Linked DNA regions of Mus musculus: regions 2 and 3 are each linked to region 1. The links are chromatin contacts, called in public Hi-C and HiChIP or PLAC-seq maps. All regions are on one chromosome and are shown on one strand. The core of a region is the stretch at or near the end of the contact, and the rest is flanking DNA. Distances in the headings are between cores, read along the strand shown.

The links. Hi-C and Micro-C count contacts between places; a contact is called where the count stands out from the background. HiChIP or PLAC-seq counts read pairs in DNA pulled down with a chosen protein or histone mark.
Region 2: a contact with region 1 is called in an H3K27ac HiChIP or PLAC-seq map of microglia, with 4 times the contacts expected there. The contact joins two enhancer-like sites. A contact is called at or near these places in 4 of 484 Hi-C or Micro-C datasets (the N1E-115 cell line, epidermal suprabasal cells, nephron progenitors and 1 more) and 2 of 115 datasets of contacts at active chromatin or transcription factors (embryonic stem cells and microglia).
Region 3: a contact with region 1 is called in a Hi-C map of bone marrow-derived macrophages, with 22 read pairs. The contact joins two enhancer-like sites. A contact is called at or near these places in 1 of 15 datasets of contacts at CTCF or cohesin (large pre-B cells), 14 of 484 Hi-C or Micro-C datasets (the G1E-ER4 cell line, the HPC-7 cell line, the N1E-115 cell line and 7 more) and 8 of 115 datasets of contacts at active chromatin or transcription factors (the 230-238 cell line, embryonic basal ganglia, embryonic stem cells and 1 more).

The regions. Positions count from the first base shown.
Region 1 is chr9:61,249,745-61,253,316 of GRCm38.p6, forward strand. No RefSeq gene overlaps it. Among named protein-coding and RNA genes, the nearest start is that of Gm51682, 5.9 kb to the right of the region's middle. Within about 2 kb of position 2,152, at least 73 of the 459 cell types and tissues checked have an H3K27ac peak or open chromatin away from gene starts, as enhancers often do. A contact at or near this core is called in the 230-238 cell line, bone marrow-derived macrophages and microglia, where this site is marked.
Region 2 is chr9:61,117,744-61,121,397 of GRCm38.p6, forward strand. It overlaps Gm33914 (a long non-coding RNA gene), which reads right to left. Exons shown (of 4, transcript XR_379508.3): 3 at 2,336-2,401. Among named protein-coding and RNA genes, the nearest start is that of Gm33914, 6.5 kb to the right of the region's middle. Within about 2 kb of position 1,663, at least 13 of the 459 cell types and tissues checked have an H3K27ac peak or open chromatin away from gene starts, as enhancers often do. A contact at or near this core is called in microglia, where this site is marked.
Region 3 is chr9:61,044,308-61,048,014 of GRCm38.p6, forward strand. The region is part of intron 1 of Gm33699 (a long non-coding RNA gene); the gene reads left to right. Among named protein-coding and RNA genes, the nearest start is that of Gm46116, 11 kb to the right of the region's middle. Within about 2 kb of position 2,389, at least 20 of the 459 cell types and tissues checked have an H3K27ac peak or open chromatin away from gene starts, as enhancers often do. A contact at or near this core is called in the 230-238 cell line and bone marrow-derived macrophages, where this site is marked.

The DNA.
Region 1 (3,572 bases), core at 902-3,401:
CCACAGTGACACACTTCATCCAACAAGGCCACACCTACTCCCACCAAATTACAGGTAATAATGTCACTCCCTGGGCCAAACATATTCAAACCACCACATTCACCCATTGTATTGTTAAATGATTGCCTCCTTAGTTGCTCTTGATTTAGCCCTGGTCTTTTCTGAAAGACAGTCCTGGTTGGTCAAGGTGATTGAGAACTTACACTTGAGAGTTCTCCTTGGATAAGGCTCACAATGGCCTCCTCCTTACATACTACCTGAAGTCAGGAGTTTAGCTCCTACTCTAGTCCTCTCCAGCCCCTGGCACCTCCTGGAGAAGCCTTTTGTAAATCCTCCTCTCTGGATTACATCTGGGGCTCTCTCCCCCTCCCCACACCCCAGTCCTCTAACAGAACCACTTAATTACCACCAGGGAGACAGAAGTTCATTCACTCAGGGAACTCAGCTGAGAAACTGGGGCCTGGGATTAGAGTCTGTGTCACCTGATCCCGAGGCCTTTCCATTGAATCCCTGTCCCAGTTCCGCCTTTGATTCTCAGCTCTCTGCCTCTCCCGGCTTTTTTTCCAGCAACATGCCTCAGACTGGCTGAATCCTGAATGGCATTGCCTCCTTTGTCATCTGTACTGTATTGTGCAGTGTCACCTACCTTCAGCAGCTTGCTTCCCTGATGCTCCGGGATGAGAATGCCTTTAAGCCCCCATCAGTCTCTCTTCTCAGTGGCCTGTAATTCTGATTGCTTGTCTGTAAGTTCTTGAGACCCAACCCTTGGCCCACAGCTCAAGGGACTCTCAGGACATATGTATAAAATGCATGGATGAATAAATGCTGTAAATTCAGTGCCCCACCTCCATTTTCTTCCTAGTCAGCTGGACCTGCATGAAACAGTCCAGCAGATGCCCTGCTCTCTGGAAGTCAATCATGTATGAGTGACTCTGATAATTAGAGCCAGCCCCTTGCCTAAGACTTTCTAGCTCCCTGCCTTGAACCTCAGATGAACCAAACTCTATAAGAGTCTAGCAGTTTCTGTGTAGATTTTCATGTCTTTGTTCTTGCCATCATTTATCTACCCATCGAACACAGTCCACCCACCTGACCTCATCTATTCAGATCATCTATGTATTCACCCACCCATCCATCTGAGCACATGTCTCATCCAACAGACTTTTCTTGTATGCCAGGCTTTTTGTTCCTACCATCTCTGTGGCTCTCACATCCCCTGAAGAGTCCTCTGCAGCTGGCCAGAGAGTCATCCCTCTACCTCCCATCACTCCCAGAGAGGAAATGAAATATAGACTTCAAAGTCTTTACAAGGGGGATAGAACATAGCAAGAAGCCTACGATAACTATTATTGTAGAAGGGACTGAGTTGGTATTAAGCATGGTAGTGCAGGCCTGCCATCCCAGTACTTACTTAGAAGCCGAGCAGGATTGTGAGAATGGGGCCAGCCTGGCCTACAAAGCAAGGCCTTATCTCAACAAAATAAATAAATACATACATACATACACACACACACACACACACACACACACACACACACACACACATACATACATACATACATACATAAATGGTTTAAATTCCAAATCAAAATCAAACGAGACTCCTGAGTTTACTGAATGCTTTGTAAATGGCAGACACTTAATCGTCCTGAGTCAGGCTGGGCGACACGAAGGAAGATGGCCGTCTCTCAGAGCCGCACAAAGGGGCAAAAGTTTGTCTTTTTATCTTGTTCAGCAAAAAGATCAGAATTGTCAGAATAGAACTGGGGAGATGTAAAAGCAATTAATCAGGCCCCTGCCTCAGTGCTTAGCGCTCTTGCTCGACTTCTCTAGCTTAGCTTCCCCATCTTTCTTAGCTGAGAAGGCGAAGGAAGCAGCAGGTTTCTGAGACATTTTTTTGCTAATGGGCTGAAATATTACACCCATAATTATAGCCTAGCTGGGTTTTTTTTCTTCTTGCTCATTTTGTTTAGCATGGCAAACAGTGTATCTGATTACAGCCATTCATGTCTTCCTTAAGAAATGGGCTTTATCATACACGGCAGACGGGATCAGCCTACTCTGGGGAAATTGTCCAGGTTGAGGAAACCCTCTGCGGGCCTCTGAAGGGAAGTGGTGGGTGGCGGGGTGCTTCCTCTTAGTGTAGAGGAAGGCAGGCCAGGGAGGATGAAAGTGCAGCCTGTTCCCTTCTCTCCCTCCGCTGTCTCTGCTGACACAGGCCCTGTCCCCTTCTGCTCCTACCTCTGGCCCTTGTAAGATGTCCTCCTCTTTCTCTTCCCCTTGGAGCCTCACAATGGGAGTGTGGTGTGCTGGCTGACCCCACACGGCTTTACAAGATATCAAACATGGCAGAAACAGTTTGTGCCCGCACAGACTCTGTCTAGCTATAAAGACAAGGAATTATAATTACAATAAAATTAAGAAATTATAATTACAATAAAATTAAGATTATATAATTTCATGTCGTGATGTTACCGAACTTGAAGTCACAGTCTGTACCCCAAGGAGTCAGCTTCTGCCACCTCTCCTCAAGAAGAAATGAAACAAGTTAATAGAAAAGAATGCAGAAAAAAATGAGATTTGTTGAAATGTTCCCACTTTGGGAAGAGGAACAAAGAGCTCCAGAGTCTCACTCAAGTTTCAGTTGAGTGAAATGAGTCTGATGATCAACTGGAGGGCTACAGGTGTCTCTTCAGAATATATTCATTTCTGCCAGGCCAGTTACAATGACCTATGCATTAATAAGTAATAAGAATGAATAAACCAATAATAGCAGTAAGTATGAAATCACCTTTCCAACAAGGTTTATCCTGACCACCCTACTTAAAATTACACCCCCAGGCCTGGTATGGTGCCACACACGTTCTCATCTGGGAAGCGGAGGTAAGAGGATTAAGAGTTTGATGCCACCCAGACTGGAGCATTCTCCTAGCAGAGAGGGATTCTTCTCAAAACTAACTGACAAATATAAAGAGGGTACCCCCCATCAGTGATAATCACCCCCAAACTGCTGTATGGAAGCCATGTCACCTTGTAGAGTAGATATAATTTACTTAATGTATCCATTATCTGTCTCCTCCTCCCTGCTCCCTCCATAAAGAAGAAGAGTGTTGTCAGCGGCATTGGCTTTAGACACTGATATATCCTGTAGAGCAGCTAGGGGAACAGTTGACCTCCAAGGACTTGTGACAACATGGGAAAACATTTGAATGGTCACAACTGGAAGGACGTTGCCTGCAGCATCTGGTAAATAGAGGTCACTGATGCTGCTTGGCCTCCCACAATGCACTTCTCAGAACCATCCTTCCCAAATGCCCAAGGTCAGGACTCCCTGCAGTAGTGTGTGAGAGCATGTAGTAAGGGCTTCTAATTCACAAAGGTGACCTCAGAAAGCCCCTGTGAGAGGAGGGCCTGCTGTTGGAACTGGGTGCTGCTGTGGAATGCCACAGAAGGCAGTCTGACGTTATCCCATGTGATGTGGGAAAGCACGGGGTCAGATTTGAATGAGAACTTCTACTTTGAAGGAGCTCTGGTTCCCATTCAGGAAAACTTAGGGACTAGAGTGGAAGCAA
Region 2 (3,654 bases), core at 413-2,912, 130 kb before region 1:
TTCGGGAAATGGCTTCTTCAAGACGTAGAAGTGAGCAGGTTGCTGATCAGAGTTAAGACTCAAGAGACTGAGTATGTAGCTCAATAATAGAATACTTGCCTAGTGTACATGAGGCCCTGTGTTCAGAACCTCAATATTGTAATATAATAGTAATAATAACAATAATAATGATGATGATAACGATGATGATGAAATGCTTTAACAAAATAAAGATTTGTTTCTCCTCTTAAGGTTCTTTTTATACATTTATTTTATTTTTAAGTTACCTGTATGTGTGTGTGTGAGTGTGTGTGTGTGGGGGGGGGTGTGTGTGTGCTCATAAGTGTAGTGCCCTCAAGGTGAGAAGAGAGAGTTAGACTTTCCAGAGCTAGAATCCTAGGTGGTTGTGAGCTGCCCAATGCAAGTGCTAGGAACTGAATTTGGGTTTTCTGGAAGAGCAGGAACCGTTTTAACCACTGAACCATTTCTCCAGCCCCTTTAAGCTCTACAGGTTCATGCTAGCTCTGCTCGGCTGCGCCTCTGGCTAAGAGATGGTTCTTCTCTTGGAGAATTCTGTGTTATGGTTAAGCTGGCTGGCAATGTGCCTGCCCTGGAGTTGAGGAAATCAAGGTGGGAGTTTAGTGGCTCATAAAACCTCAGGGCAAAGTGGGACCTAGAACTCAGCCCTTCTGTCTTCCGCACTGAAGCCGGGGCATACTTCCAAGGCTCATGCTCACAAGGCAAGTGGTGTCAATGGGGTCAATGCTGTCAATGGGGTCTCTCATTCGGCTGAAGGCCTGAGATCATTATGTGCATAAGTTGCTAATGAATGACATTGTCTTTCCTGTGGTTAAGACTCAAAATCAGGAAGACATTAGGCAACTGGAAATCAAAAATATAAGAGTTTTTTTGGTGAGTCTGAGTCACTCTTCAGGAGAAGGACATCACCCTGTCTGATGCAAACATGGGCAAAGTAGTACCCAGCTGCAGCTCGCAGGTGCCACCAGCATGCTGGACTCCCTTGCCCACCTCTCCTTGAAGCCCCTGTGTACTCATTTCCATTTATTTGATAGTACTCGGCACACAATGCAGACTCCATCTTTGCCACCCTGTATCCGAGTCTTCCTTGGAGTAGCCGGGCTCATTTCGTCCCAGGCTGGACAGGAGGGAGGGCAGTTTAAACGGAGCGGGTGGGTGCAGGCAGGCTCTTGGTCAGCGGTGAGTGCGCAGGCAAGGAGCAGCTTCAAAGAACTGCTTCCATTCACTGGGGAGGAACACTGGGCTATTTAATCCCTTGATGGGTGAGTAGGGGCTATGGGGTGAGTGTACATCATTGGCCAGGGCCAGGGTGTTGAGGATGCCTCATTTACATGAGGAGGTGTTGCTGGCATGACCTTATAAGGAAGTTTTAACCTAGCTACTGGCTACATGGCTTCCTCTGGTTGGGCAAAGACAGGGGTCATAGGACTACATGTGCAAGGACATGCAGGTCCAGGGCACACAGGGGAGTGATCCTACTCCTGCCAATCTCAGGATAAGAGTTCCCGGGTTTAGACACACCCACTTTTGCTCCAGGATGGCTTCTCCCAGTCCTACAGCATCCTGTTCTCACACACCTTCAGTGGCTTGAGGAAGGATTGCAGAGGGGTTGCCCTCCAGGCTCTGGAGGCAACAGCTTGCACAACAGCTTGGACAACAGCTGCCCATGTGACCTTGTAAGTGACTGTTCCTCTCAGGAAGGAAGTATCAAGAGATAGAGACAGTTTGTGTCAGTCGCTGGACAGAAGTTCTCAGCGGGGTTCAGTGCCAAGTCTCTCTAGTTCTCTCTAATTAGATGGGAGCCCTGGGTAGAAATTGTTTTCTTCTCAAGACATGAGATAGCTATAGAGATGGGGCCTGGCACAGAGAGTGGGGAAAGCCATGAGGTTCCATGTTAACCTGGCTAGTTGGTAATGGAACTTAGGTGTGGACTTCGGCCTTGGTCCTGACCTACCATAGTAACAGCTAATTTGACCTTTGTCACCTTTGGCCATTCATGTTGGTCATGCTCAGGTTCTCTTTCACCTGTGTAAAGCCCTGGGAGATCCTGTGAGCACATACCTACATGCAGGTATATATGCATAGTTCTTAGTTCCTCTAAAGAAGCCATCTCTTAGCATTGTATCAGGTGCTTGCTGCATACAACCCCTCAGTCCAGTCTACTGGGGCATGTTTCTGCCTCCATTTGCCAGATGAAGCAACTGTGGCACAGGGGAATTAAGGGGTTTGCTTTTCTGGTGGGCAGACCAGGGCCAGAACCAAGCAAGGGTCAACTCCAGAACCAAAAGTAGGTCTCTTCCCTGCTTAAGAGGCTCACCTGTGTATGGCTCAACCGTTCCTCATTAGCTTGGCGAATACTCGATTAGCTTTCATGATGGAACTCCTTGGTTCAGAGCATCATGGAGTAAATGGATATGACAGGGAAAAAAAAAAAGACCAGTCACTCTTGGAGGGTTCCAGAGTCATAGGAGCCTAGGAAAACATATGTGTGCAGGCATGCATTCATGAGGACCTAAAAGTACACTAGCATCTGTGTCCCTGTGTCTACACACACACACACACACTCCAGCCTGCCTGCTGGCCCTATTCAACTGTGCATGAACAGATACTCAGGGATGCAAGTTCTTGCCCACGTGCTCTCTCTCTCTCTCTCTCTCTCTCTCTCTCTCTCTCTCTCTCACACACACACACACACACACACACACACACACACACACTGCAGCTACCAGGACGAGGGCAAGGAAACATCTCCCACACCTTTCCTTTTCTTTCCTGGATGTGAATTCCCACAATACCCAGGGAGAACACTTCCAACTCTCCTGCCTGTCTCCACACAGTTTTCCTTTAGGCTTCTATTGGCTTTGGAGGCCAGCCATGGAAAACAATGATCAGGAAAGGTGAGGAAGCCTGTGGAGGTGGGCCTTGGTATTTGGGGCTGTTCAGCAGGCAGGGTTTCACACACTGGCTCTGTTGCTTGCTCTGTCCCGCAGCATTCTGGTTGGAGATGGACTGTCGGTATTGATCCTGGAAAGATGGTGTGTGGTTGAGAGCTTCTCAGAGTCAACTATTCTGTTGTTTTGAGACAGGGGTTTTACCATGTCACCCTGATTATCTTGGAACTTAATATGTAGACCAGGCTGGCCTCAAGCTCACAAAGATCTGCCCGCCTCTGCCTCTTGAGTGCTGAGATTAAAGGCATGCACCACCACGCCCAGCCCCCAACTGGCATATTAAGCAATCATTTCTAGAGCAGATGACATAACTCCCCCGGCATCAGTTTGTCCTAATGGGCTTGGTATTACTCATGTGCTAATTGATTGGGCACGCAGGGAAGAAAAACTAAATTCACTTGCGAGGCGATTTTATGGCAGAACTCATCACAGGGGTAATTTGCTGAAAATGTTCGGTCCGCTCTGGTTATGTAAGATTGCCCCTGCTTCTGGGTTTTATCTCGGGCTGGCTGAACGTGTTTGCTGGAGGTAGACTCCCCCAGGACCTCGGAGGCCCTGCCTCCTCCTGCTTGCCTCCTGCCTTGCCTGCCAGGCAGTTGCCCTTGGGAGTGCTGGCAATTAGTGCCTTGTGCACAACTTTCTGCCTCAGGGGCAGCTTTCAAAATATCCCAGCTTCTCCTGTGGA
Region 3 (3,707 bases), core at 1,139-3,638, 210 kb before region 1:
TCATAGTCCGGTTGGAGGACACATGTCACAGGCTTCATGGGACATGTAGCTTCTCTGGAAACTGTTTTAATTTCTTCACAGTGAGACAAAAAGACCATCAACATCAGGTTACAACTAGATCTTCTTAAATTATTTTCTGCTTTGAACCCCTTTTCCTAACCAAGCAATGTAGACCCTCCACTGGTCTATAACATAGGTATAAAAATTAAATGTTTACTGATAATATGTCAATGAAGAGATTGCTTTAAAAACAATTCTGCAAAGTTAAGTTGATTGTTTATTAAAGAGGGGGAAAGCCTCCTAGTGAGAGGACATACTTGTTCATTCTTATAAACAGCCAGAGCTTGGATGGATATTTGGTATGCAAGATGTAGACTGTCTTCACTGTTTTTCAGAGCTGATCAATATTTTGATTTTGTAATCACCAATAAGGAGGCCACTTTGTAGAACTCCAGAGTCACAAAACAGAAGAAACATGCTCGGGGCTCTTTCAGAAACCTGGAAGTTCTGTCCTTGCCTAAGTGGAAATTTACTTAACCGTTTTCTTAAAAGTGTAACTGAAGTCAGCAACTCAAAGAGCAATTTGAAAAATCAAACATTCGAACATAATCCAATCCGAAGACACACGAATCTGAGACTTACATGCTAAGCGCTGGTGGTGGGAAAATATTAAAAGTCTTTATCCTCTGTCATTAAACGACTGCACTTCTGGAGAAGCAGAAAACGTACACACAGTAGAAACACGGCGGTTCACAGAACACACTGGCCCCAAAGCTGAGCTGCAACGTCTCCTTAGTGCTGCGTGGTGAGCCACATAGGCAATGTAAGGTGAGTGTGTTCCACGCTCGCTGAAGCTTCAGTGAAGTTGTGCAATGCGACCCAGCTGTGTGCTGTGTGCTGTCTGCTGCACTTCTGATTCATCATACATCCGGCTTTGAATCCGTCTCTGGTGGTTGTGCCCCCTGAAGCTTCTCACTTGGGTTGAGTTCAAAATTCATTTTCCCAGCCGTGTATCGTTCTTACAACTCGGAGACACCTCAGGGATCTGTGAATGAGCTGGGTGGATGAGCAGGGCTGTGTTCCAATAAAGCTTTATTTACAAAAACAGCAGTAAACCAGCTGTGGCCTGCAGGTTGTAGTTTGTCAAAGGCTAGCACCGTTTCAAGTCCAAGCACCCCAACGTATTGCTCAAGGGACCTTTCTAGAATGGCCTCTCTGGCCACTCATCAGGCTGAGACAGCTCCCTTAAATGTCCCTCATCATGGTGCACAGTGTTCAGGGTTGCCCATGTATTTCTTTTTCATCCTTCTCCCTGTGTGGAACACTGCCTTGCCCCCTCCTCAACCCCCGTCTTCCTGAATCTACCCCCAGAGAGCCCACCTGGCTGCTCTGTAGAACACAGGCCTCATATCAAGGTCTCTCGCCTCAGCTTTGGAAGAGCCTGCCCTCCAAAGCCACGCTCCAGTCAGTTGTTCCCACGATGAAGTGCCTTTTGGGACTCTGTGGTCCCTGGTGCCATACAGGGCAGCCCTTAAAGGGACCTGTGGGTTAGATGGGCACTCACTCTCAGTTCTCAGCCCTTCTTTTCTACATCCAACTCACAGAAAGCGGCACCTCCACACCACCTGGCACCCATCATACTCACTGCTGTGAGAACCCAAGCGTGTCTCTCTGGCATTATCCTTTTAAACACCACCCCTTCCCATCCCATTTATTCTCCTTGAGCCCTTCCCCCAAGTTGGTCATTTTAGACACAGACGACCACAGAGCCCTAACTTTTAGCCTCTCTGGTACATTTTTATGTTTAGTTTTTGCTTTCTTTAAAAAAAAAAGAATTATTTATTTATTTATTTTATGTATATAAGTACACGGTAGCTGTCTTCAGACACACCAGAAGAGGGCATCTGATCACTTCACGGATGTTTGTGAGCCACCGTGTGGTTGCTGGGAATTGAACTCAGGACCTCTGGAAGAACAGTCAGTGTTCCTAACCACTGAGCCATCTCCCCAGGCCCTAGCTTTTGCCTTCTTGATGCACTTGATGTGATTTCTTCAAAGTTGCCTTCTAACTCATTAATTTCTTCTTTATCCATGTTCACTGCGTATATTTTTCATTTCCAGAAACCTTGATCTTAACCAAGCTTCTGGCTATAACTTTTGATAGTGTCTTATACTTTTGCTATTTTTTTCTATTCCACCTTTGTTTCTATTCATTTAATTCATATGTGTTATATATTTGGGCCGCATCATTGTTATATGCAAAGATTTGAGGATCTCAATCAGTGGCTTTCAACTGGTGGCATTTTTCCCCCTTCTAGGGGACATTTCGAGATACCTTACTTGTAGATAGCACTTGTAGTTGCTTCTACAAACCACGAGGGGGCGCCACCAACCTGGATGGCTTGCCTTGTCCCGGGTCTAGTGTGAATTCAAACCCTAGGCTCACAGAATTGTGGTAGGAAATTTTGTCCCTTAGCACTTGCTGCTCTGGAACCGAGGTGCAGGTGCAGGATTAGACTTTTCATGCTCACTGCCCTTGCCCTTCCCTTGATGCCTAATCAGTGGTGCGTGTGGGTGTGTGACTAGGGTGCAGTACTCTGTCCTGTGACATTTCTTTAAAGTGGGCTGAAACTGGAAACACACATGCCAGCAACAGCAGAAGCAGGCTTCTAAAAACAACAACAACAGCAACAAAACATTGTCTGTGGCAGTGGGGTTGGGAGCGGGGTGGGAGGTGGGTAATGCACTAGCCATGGCGAGTGTTTGCAGGTCAGAGGACAACTTTTAAGAGTTGGTCCTCTCCACCGTGTACATCCTGGGGATTGAACCCAGGTCATCAGACTTGGCAGCAAGTGCCTTCACCCATTAAGCCATCCTGCCAGCCCCTAGGCTTCATGCTCCATGGGAAACTGATGCTTGTAAGACTCAGCCCCTGACACTGGGAACTTAAGGAAGGCGCAGCACACTGGATGCTCACCTGCTGCAGGGCAGAATGAATTAGAGAGGCACGCTGTCAGCTGACAGGGTTTTGCAGGGTCAGGCTTTCCAAGGGATCGTGCCTTCCCCACCATTTCTGAGTCTAGAGCTCTGCGAGTCAAAAAGTTGACCTTGTCACTTTCTCTTGAACACACTTAGCGGCAGTGGCTCGCTCCGGCTGACCTGTGGTTATTCATAGCCTTTGATTCAGAAGGAGTATTGAGCGCGTGGCTGCAGAAATACTAAGTGTGTGATCACATGGGCTGTCTCCACCGCCTTGCTGGAGGTGTTCTGTAACATACAGACTGGTCACAGCAACACCTATCAAAATCCCCACCTCCGATCTGCAGAAGACACCTGGTCCCTGAGTTCTGAACAAGGCTCGTGTGACTGTAGCTGAGGATGACGACCACCTGCCACCACTACCCATGAGAACACAGGCGAGCACCCACAGCTGACAGCCAGGGGTGTTTTCTGTGCACTTAAGGGCCAGTTATGGGATGGTCAGCGTCCAGTGATCACTGTGAGATCAGAGTGCAGGGGAAAGAGTGAGGCAGGTTTCTGTGGGCTCTTTTGTCCTTCCTGCAGGACTGCTTGTCAGCCTGGTGCTAAGAAGCCCTTGTACAACGGTTTCTTAACATACACTGAACCAGCCGCAGAGACTTTGTCAGAAACCTTTAGAAAAATCACAGCAAGAACAGGCTGGTGAAATGGCTTGCTCAGGAAAGTGC